Regions from separate parts of the Gossypium hirsutum genome. Here region 2 is linked to region 1. A link is a contact called in public Hi-C data. All regions are on one chromosome and are shown on one strand. Each heading gives the region's core, a stretch centred on a gene start, on an enhancer-like site or on the middle of the called end of the contact. The rest is flanking DNA. Distances are from core to core; before and after follow the strand shown.

Region 1 (5,078 bases), core at 746-3,245:
TAAGCGGAGGTTAACCTTTAACATTTTTAATCTTTTGTGTGTTTATCTAGATGTATTTTATAACATTCTTCTTTTTAAGGTTTAGACTAAAACTGAAAATGTTACGTCTAACAATATTTTAAGTTAATAAAAATTCTTTTCCTGACAAAAAAAATTATATGTTGTGCCAATAATACATTTATTTATAATTAAATTATGTCACAGAAACATTTTTTAAATATTTATAATGTTTCAATAGTTATAATTGAAAAATTACAAGCGATCCAAAAGTTATGTCACTTGTTATTAATTAAGAGTTGTGAGTATTCATAGTGATAAGTTATATTACTTAATTAATAACAAATAGTTATAATTATTCAAGTAAATCTCTATTAAATAATTATGTTTATGTGGTGCTCAAATCCAAGCAGGACAATCCAACCCGAATTCCGAACGTCACGTTAGCCCAAATCACCACAAAGCACACCAACCACCAAACACACCTCACACAATTATTCATGGAATATTTGATAACCTTAAGTCATGTTTCTGTTGCGCTACTCTGATCATCAAGTCATCAGCATAATTCGTAAATTGAATTTTTAACAAGTAAATATTCTAAAAGCTTCAATTGGACATTCATGTAGGTGATAGGATATTTAAAAGGTTATATTTGAAAGGATTTTAGAAATAATTTTATTTAAAAACAAATGATTAGATCTAAATCATAATATAGTAAATTGTTGAAAAAAACCATTTCATAAGATTGAAAATAATATAGTAGAGTAATACATATAAATCTTGTTTAGGAAGATTCGTTAAAACATCATACATCTCTTCATAAATCATCATCACTTAATTAGTTCATACTAAACTCATGATTAATTTCCAGATCACACATAAAACATATAACACTAACCTTAATAACCAATGGCTCTTCAACCTGCACTTACAAGTTAGTCGAACAATTACTCATACCATTCAATTATCTATTTGAAGCAGTAATAAAAGCTCCAAATCAAACCAATTAAAAGTATATAATGTCCAATTACAAACCATTAACAGTTCAAGGTCTAAAACTTCCTTTAGATTTGACAATCAAGTCCAATTGTTAACATTGTTAAATTTTTTGTCAATTTTGTTGATGTCACATTTTTAAATAAAAAATATGAATTTAACAAAATATTTTTAATAATGCTAATAGCTGAACCTGAATTTTGATATCTAAAAAGAATGACTAACCCAAAAATAAAAGTATATTGACTAAATTTTAAATTTACGAAGATTACAAGGACTTATGACATATTTTAACCTGGTATAAAAATATAAATATTTTTAATTATATAAATATGAGTATTTATTTAAATCATGCTTAGCTTCATACCTTACAGCTCTAATGTGTTAATATGTACTCTCATATATGAAATATATGTAATTTAATTAAGTTTTAATTAAGCATTATCTATTATTAAGTTTATATATAACATTGATTATTACAAAATATTTTCTTACTATAAAATAAATTTCAATTATTAAAAGGAAATTACACTATAATATTTTATAACAAATATATTTATGTTGGGTTTATTTTACAAAGAACAATGTAAAATATAAATTTATAAATATAAAATAAACTCAATTAAACAATAAAAAGATAAGAAAATCTTAGAGGTATATTTGCTTTATTAAAAATAGCTTTTATGAAATATTTTTAAAAAATTAGTAAATATTTTACATAAATTCATCCGAATGTATTAATTTTCTTAAAAAAATTATTTTTTAAAAATTATTTTTTAAAATTATTTTAAGTCAAACAAACCAAGAATAAAATTTAAGGAAATGACAAAATGGAATCAAAATCAGAATATATATAATAAAAAACAAGTGAATAAAAGGAAAAAGTGTGGGATGAAAAAGGGAAAGTAAAAATGATCTAACATAAGCCAATAAAAATATAAATGCAATAGATAGAACAGTGATGTTTTATACGGTCCACAAAAAGGCAGTGACGGTTCAAAACCATGAGGGAGGACCTAATTCCGGTTTGTACACGTCATGATTCTTTGAAGGTTGACTGCGCTAAGCCAACCCCCCTTAACACTCTCCGTGTTGCTATTTTCCAGTTTTGGATGGAATTCAATTTGAACTCCTAATTTCATTTTTCTAATTTTCCTTCTGAAGTACGAAAAAAAAAAGAGTACGAAATACGCTTCAATTTTGACGATCTCTCCAAATTTCTTTCTTGTTTTCCTGATCCATACGCTATGTTTTCCTCCACTATATAAAAGCAGACGGGTTTTGAACTGGGAAGTGAGAAGTTGGTAATAATAGGCCAGGAACGATTGAAAATGGAAGCGAAAACGAACGGACCGAGTGTGAATGCGGGTCGGGTTATGGACGGGCCGACGAATCCGATGGTCACTCCTCTTTTAACCGATCTTTATCAGTTCACCATGGCTTACGCTTATTGGAAAGCTGGCAAACACAACGACCGAGCCGTGTAACTTTCAAATTTTTCCCTTTTATACCTTTAATTTCATTCCGTTAAGAATAATTTTTATGTTTCTCTTTCATATCTAATCCGTTGTTTGGCTACTACGAAAATCGGATTGAAAATAGAGTTTTGATGATTCGTAGTTACTGTTTTCAGTAGAGTTCTTTTTCCTTCGAACTTCACTTTTTTTGAAGTTCAAGTTGTTACCGAAGAAAAAAACAAAAAGTTATTGGAAAATCAGGGCTTCCGATGTTCGAAAGTTAGTTATTTAACTAATAATCATTTGGTTACCTGTTAGTTTAAGAAATGAAAAATGAGAAATTACAAGTGTTTCCCAGTGTGAAAGATTGAATATTTCGAGCTTCGGATTAGCGTTTTATAATATGCTTTCAGGTTCGATCTATATTTTCGAAAGAATCCATTTGGTGGTGAATTTACAGTGTTTGCTGGTTTGGAAGAATGCATAAAGCTCATTGCTAATTTCGAGTTAACCGAGGAAGAGATTTCCTTCATCTGTGAAACCTTGCCTGGTTCATGTGAGGTAAGCTAACTACTTCGCAGATGATTCAAGTTATGATATTCTGGGTTCTGTTTGTTTTACTGTGCTTGTAATTGGATGTTTAACTTATTCATTGTTTCTGCAAACAACAGGAAGGCTTTGTCAAGTATCTAAGAAATATTGACTGTTCTGATGTTGAAGTTTATGCTATTTCGGAGGGAACAGTTGTTTTCCCAAAGGTGCCCCTGCTTCGAGTTGAAGGACCAGTTGCTGTGAGTGCTATCAAACTTTTTTTTTTTGCCACATCTGTTTGTCTTGAATTTGGTTCTGTTTTTTCAGCTCCTTTGTTTTCATCTTATTTTTTCTTGATTCGTGAATTTTTGTTTTTAGGTGGTTCAATTGTTGGAGACTCCAGTTCTGAATCTTGTAAATTTTGCGTCCTTGGTGGCTACAAATGCGGCTAGACACAGACTTGTTGCTGGAAAATCTAAAATGTTGCTTGAGTTCGGGCTTCGACGAGCTCAGGTTGATGAGTTTTTTCTTTTTTATTTTCTTATTGTCAATGTTAATAATTGAGTTTCATTCTGTCAGACATTTTAATTGCAGGGACCTGATGGCGCTATTTCAGCATCAAAGTATTGTTATATTGGAGGCTTTGATGCTACAAGGTGGTTTTCTAAAATATTCATATCCTGTTCGACACTGCTTTTATGGCTTCCTATATCATGTTATTCAACTGGATGGAAATGCAGTTAATTTGTCCTCAGCTTTATCGTGAAGCTATTCAGACAATGCTTATGGTTCTTCTCTATTCTTCACTAATGTAGATTCTTTATCTAAGCTAATGTTTGTATTGCTTGTTTCTGTTTTATGCTGTGTCTTGGCCAGCAATGTTGCTGCTGGGAGGTTATTCGGGATACCTCTTCGTGGGACACATTCCCATGCTTTTGTTAGCTCATTTATGGTCAGTAATTTTTTTTCTGGAAACTTTCAAGCTCTATAGCAATTATCGTAAGACTTTATTATATATTTTCTGCATGTACTTCAGTTCATATCTATATGGTAGACTATAACCTTGTATGTTGCAGCAGTGTTCTTGGTCAGAAAGTATGTTTTGTTCCTGCTGAATCTCTCCCCTCATCCCTATATGTTCTCCTAAATCGGGAATCTTTGTATTTGACTGGATTTATTTTGAGGTCAAACTAGTTGATTGATAGCAAGCCTGATTAAATTTTACCTTTTTTGTTGATCCTGTTTGTTTTTGTTTATCACATTAATGGCACACTAATAAATATAACGTAATACTTTCATAAACATGTACGACATGAATGAGGTGACTGCCAGATACTTGATTTCAGTGGAAAATATTACTTCAATCCATATATAACTGTTTTTATAGAAGTATTTAACTTTTAATTTGACTATTAGAGTTATTAGTTTCTTTTAACATGCTTGAGTTTAACTTTACTATTGGCTCTCTTTGTTTTATATCTAAAATGGCTTTTCATTGACACTTCATTTTCTTAGTGATTCTCATCTCTTAGTGAATTGGTTCATGCTCCATAAATTTTAACGTGAAGAAACAAGCTTGGATTTCACACTAGCCTTCAAAATTGCTTACTATTTTCTATCAGTTTTCTGTATGCTGTTCTATCAACCTTTTTCTTATGTTATTTTCATGCATTGGATATTATGGATGGCTTCCTGGAACTTTTTTGTTTCTTTGAATTTATTAGGTTATTCAAATTTTAATTTGCAGAGCCCTGATGAGATCCTAGAGAGATCACTGCATAGGTCTGATGGTTCAAGTACTTGTGAGGACTTTGTCAGTCTTGTTCAGTCATGGTTAAGCAAAATACAGGTGTTCTGCATTGGCCATTTTCATTGTTGTCAACAATTATTTAATTTTTTTTTGTCTAGAAATATACTTTTGTCCAAATACATCAAACTGAAACCCACTGGTGCAACTTGTGCATGTTCATCAAACTCAGATATTAAAACTTGCATTTCTTCTCTTCCAAGAACCCCAATGGCCAAATGTTGCAATCTTAGATCCTAAAGATCACCATCACCCCATTTAAAAACAAAGTTTTACAATAGAAAGCT
Region 2 (5,078 bases), core at 1,776-4,275, 920 kb before region 1:
GGTTGAATTTCTATCGGGACTCTATCACACTATTCGTCATTCACTTTGGTAGTTTTTCGATATTTCATCTTTTGGTTATAAATGGCATGTATAGGAATTTGATGTAATAGGTATTTTGGTTTAGTAAGAACTTATGGTAGGTTTTGGCCTTGTTTGAACTTAGTTGTATATAAGACTTTAGTTTGGTTGGTACATGTTTTGTTTTGGCTTGTAAATGTATATGTATGTTATGTCTTTGGGTCACTTTTAAATGCATTATAGAATTGTGACTTATTCATATATGTTTGGAGCGGTTTCATAATATATGTATATGATAATGATGTTTAGGTGATAATGTAGCTTTGAATGTATGGAATTGTTATGATTGAGGGGCCTTTGATTAGCATATTGGTTAGAATTTATAGGTTGCTTGATTTTGTATATATTGAATGAGTTTAAAGAGTGTTTTGATCATAGAAATGTATGTGCAAATAGTGTACCTTGTTAGGCAAGAATGAGAGTTGTAATGGCTTGTTTTAGGGGCTAATTTCGGACACACGACCTAAGACATGGGTTGTGACACGGTCGTGTTTCTATATTATTTTTAAGTGCAAGTTTCACACGGTTTGAGACATAGTCGTGTGACCTAACTTCGAATATACACATGGTTGAGCACACGGTTTGCGACACGACCATGTGACCATATTTCGAATAACCACATGGGTGGATACACAGGTTGGGACACGGTCGTGTGTCCAGACTTCGAATGTCCACACTGTTTGGACTATGTCACACGACCGTGTGACCCATGTTTCCAAAATTTTCATGTTTTTTCAAAATTTTTTGATTTATTTCAAATTGATCCCTGGTTGTTTGCAAATTATTTTTAGGGCCCCGAAGGCTCGATTTAAGGCCCAAATGTGTATGTTACTATGATTAAAATGAGATGTTGGAATTTATACATAAATTGAATTATTACTTTTGTTTTGAAGTTAAAGGTTTTGTTTTGTATCGTAATGCTCCATAACCATAATTCGATGATTGAGACAGATTCGAGGTGTTACAGTTTCATGTTGTTGAAAAACTTGATCCTTATACTTTAAGAAAGTTTGAAGCTATTGGGAAGTTGTACTACGAAAAGGTTTATGAGATAAGTATTCAAAATAAGCTATTTGTTAAAATTAGCTATTAAATTGAAGATAAAATCTTATCAGATTTTGACTAGAATGACTCTCGAAGAAGTATAAATAAGTAGGTTAGTCGCACATTGTGATATAGTTTTTAGAGTGTCTTTTTCTATTGCTTCATTGTGTATTTTTTGGCTATTTTTTTTGAAGTATTACTCAGAGAGTTTTCAAGATTTTGCAGTTGAGGATAATCTAGAAGAGTGAAAATAACAATTAAGTTCATATTGAACTGCAATTATCCATTTTTATAAGGGTAAATTGGTTTTAAGCAAATAGGTAATTAAATTTAATTAGTAAATATAATCATTCTCTGAGCAAGGCTTTATAAAGTAGAATTGATGAATCCGAACTATCTTAATTGATATTGTGGGTTGATCTTAATTCTCTTAGACTTTGCTTATTACTTCACTTTGTCATAAGCCGTTTTGTTATAACAATAATTTAAATATTAAATTAGAGCAACTACAAATTAAAAGCTTTTTCAAATATTTTTTTTATGGATGTAATTGGCACTTGAACTTGAAATTCATTACACATGTACTTCTGTTGTAATGTTGTTACAATGCGGATGTGTGGCATTGACAATTAATAATAGACATGTGATAGCTTAACATTATGATACGTGACAAGCATTAATAAAAAATAAAAAATATAAAAATATATTATTTCACTTCTAGAATAAATTTAGACAAATTGATATCTAGATTTAGATCAACATAAGTATCATATTGTTTAAATTTGGATGAGTTTTCTTAGTAAATTTATATATTTTTATTCTTTTTTAAAAATGATTATACCAACTACTAATAGGCCAATAGTTAACAAAACCTCGAGGTTTATAATAATTATACCAACTACTAAAAAGATAATGATATAATAATATATAAAGAGTGACAACTAAAAATGTTCTCTCAATAAAATATTTTCAACAAAAAAGAAAAAGAAAAAGGCCGAGAACATGATGAAACCAGAAATTTTTCAAGCAAACCCCATAATTATTGAAACAAAAACAAAGAAAAAAGCGTGTAAACAACAAATAAATGATCTATTTAATGCATAAAAAAGAGCGAGAGATCCGCGAAAAATTTATGTGAAATTTTATACTTTATTGAATATAGAATAAACTTTTTTGAAGATACAAAATTATCTAGAAAAGTGTAAAGAAATTCTAAAATTTTCTAAAAATACATGAGATTTTTCAAAATAATTCTAAAAATGTCACAAAAAATTTAACAAATTCTAAAGAATACTTGAACTTTTTTTCTAAAAATATCACATTTTTAAAATTTAAAAAAATATATTAAAAAAGAACACATTTACAATGAATTTAGACAAACAATATCCAAATTCATTTGAATTTAGACATTTATTTGGACATACAAATATTTTTTTATATTTTTAAAGATATCATAAAATGAAATTACACCATTATATTCTAAGTAGATTAGAGCATAGTTATAAATTGAAATTCAAATACCAACATCAACCAATTAAATGAGAGTTAAATATATATAATCCTAAAAAAAGGGTATTTGCGTTCAACAAGTCAAGATTAAAACATTTTTAATAATTAAATGAGGTTGTTGATAATCACAACACTCAATTAAGTGGTTGGCAATTGAAATTTGAAACAACCTCGGGCTTTAATGGATCCAATAATGGGCTCAAGCTCTAAGCATGGCCCAATAAAAGAAGGCACGTGACTGGTGAGGAGTATAGTGGCGTGGATTTCACGCCGGAATATAATTCAACAGCTAATTCATTGACTTTTTTGTATTTAATCTTTTTAAAGCCAAAGATTAATTAATCCAACCTAAATCTACATATATCTAAAAGGAACGAAGGTACCCCTTGGGATTGGGACCCACCCCCACCAGATCAAATCTTTACCGTATGTTTCTCTCTCGGTCAACTCGGCGCAACGACTCCTCTCTTCATCAAGGGCACAACCGGAAGACCAAAATAATTAATATTTTATTATTTTATTTTTATTTTAGACGACCAAGAGAAATTGAAAATGGAAAAGTCGATTCCATCAACGCCCCTTTTCTTTTTTTTTTTTTTTTTTGTTTTTAATATAATTTTATTTATTATTAAAATTAAACAAACAAAAAAACAATTATTTAAGAAAGGAGAAGAGAGAACATTTGGGTGAGGGTTTTAGAGAGAGAAAGAGAAGGCCGGAGTGAAAGACAAGACACAGAGAGAGAGACAGAGAGAGAGATGTCGGGAGGAATAGCGCGTGGTCGACTCGCCGAGGAACGTAAGGCATGGAGGAAGAACCATCCCCATGTCCGTGGAGTTTGTTTCCCTGTTCTTGTTTATTTTTTTCTGGGTTTCATGTTTTAAATTTTTTATTATTTGTTTGATTTTTTTGTTGTTGAAATTTTAGGGTTTTGTTGCGAAACCAGAGACGTTGCCTGATGGAACGGTCAATTTGATGGTGTGGCATTGCACGATCCCTGGTAAAGCAGGAGTAAGTCGAAGAACTTCTATTTAATTTCTGTATTTTTCTTTTTCATTATCGTCGGTAAAGTTTAATGGATTCTGCTTGTTGAGTTTGGTTCGTCAATTATTTTCTCTTATTTCTTTGGACGTGGATGCTGTTGTGCTGTTTATAGATTTTAAGATTTTAGGGTTCGTATCTTCATTTTGATCTTAGAGAGGTTTTTTTCCTTTAAAGAGAGAGGGCGCTGCTGATTGATGTAAATGAACCCAAGTTTTATGTGATTTTATTGGGTTAAAACATGGACTAGCAAAGATATTGATAATTCCGGATTAAATTGAGTCCTGTGTTTTCCATATAGGATAATAGGAATATTTCTTTCTATTATGGTGCATATGGTATATGCGTGGTTTGTATGACTAGCTCGCATTCAGAATGCCGAGCCTAAACAAGTTTTTCATATATTTGTGGGTTACATAATATGTTATTTTCTTTTTTGTTTTTTCCCGAGGATTTTAGGAAAATGGTGATTGATGGTAAACATGGATGGATATTGAAGTCTGTGTGCTGACAATTTAATATTGTTTTTCTTTTTCTTTTGGGTACATAGAAAGGGGAAGGAATAATGGATTTTAGGCTTTTAGAAAGTAAGTTTTCGTTATATTTAAACAATCGTCTATTGATGGTCAGTATGTTACTGTATGTAGATTTTCTATACTAGTCAGCTTTACATGATTTTATCAATCATGTTGTGAACAAGGACTTGTGGACTCGAAGCCTGGCAATATATTAGTTGTTGTTTCTCAGATTCTCACAACTTGGTACTGTTATCCTCATTTTAATGGGTTATAGAATGGTTATGTGGCATTCGTGGCCCCTAGACAAGAGTTCTGTTATCATTAGGTGCTTTAAACTAATTGCTATCAGTTTTAATTCCTCTGCACTTCCCTCTTGTCTGAAGCTGTTATGAGTATCTCAGCTGTTCTTACATTTCTCCTTCCTTTCTGTTTCAGGAGTTCTAATGGTTGCTGAAGCTCTAGCTTTCTCTTTCTCTTTTCTTTGCTTTAGTACACAGGCACACAGAGGCATGTTTTAACATGAATTGCATATCATGACAGTCCATTTTGTCTATCATTTTTGGCTGTTTTTATTTGGTGGTTCACCAACATAGATCGAAGTTCTTGTCCTTTGTTAGTTATTCAGTAATTAACCTGGTGTGGGGTGTTGGTTAGAATTAGGTTGCATTCATCATTGTTATTCTGTGTTAATGTAGATTCATTTGCGTTATTGACCATTATTATATTTTCCTAAAATTCATCTGGTGGTGATAAAAATATGTATTTTTATTGTCTCTTAACCTTGGAAAGCGGATCACCATTTAAAGCATGGTTATTTCTAGATATTACCAGGAGAAAGATTTTGGGATTTAGTAGCTCACTGCTTGCTTCGTAAGGCATCAACAATTT

Evidence for each region. Hi-C and Micro-C count contacts between places; a contact is called where the count stands out from the background.
Region 2: a Hi-C map of leaf shows a contact between it and region 1, with 2.0 times the contacts expected there. The contact joins the promoter of LOC107913225 here to the promoter of LOC107913236 in region 1. A contact is called at or near these places in 2 of 34 Hi-C or Micro-C datasets (both in leaf).

The regions. Positions count from the first base shown.
Region 1 is chrD11:25,285,420-25,290,497 of Gossypium_hirsutum_v2.1, reverse strand. LOC107913236 (nicotinate phosphoribosyltransferase 2) reads left to right here and starts at 1,995. Exons shown (of 15, transcript XM_016841759.2): 1 at 1,995-2,479; 2 at 2,867-3,014; 3 at 3,125-3,244; 4 at 3,363-3,497; 5 at 3,579-3,640; 6 at 3,861-3,936; 7 at 4,732-4,833. The coding sequence starts at 2,328.
Region 2 is chrD11:26,202,090-26,207,167 of Gossypium_hirsutum_v2.1, reverse strand. It overlaps LOC107913225 (SUMO-conjugating enzyme SCE1), which reads left to right and starts at 3,025. Exons shown (of 5, transcript XM_016841746.2): 1 at 3,025-3,458; 2 at 3,559-3,642. The coding sequence starts at 3,390.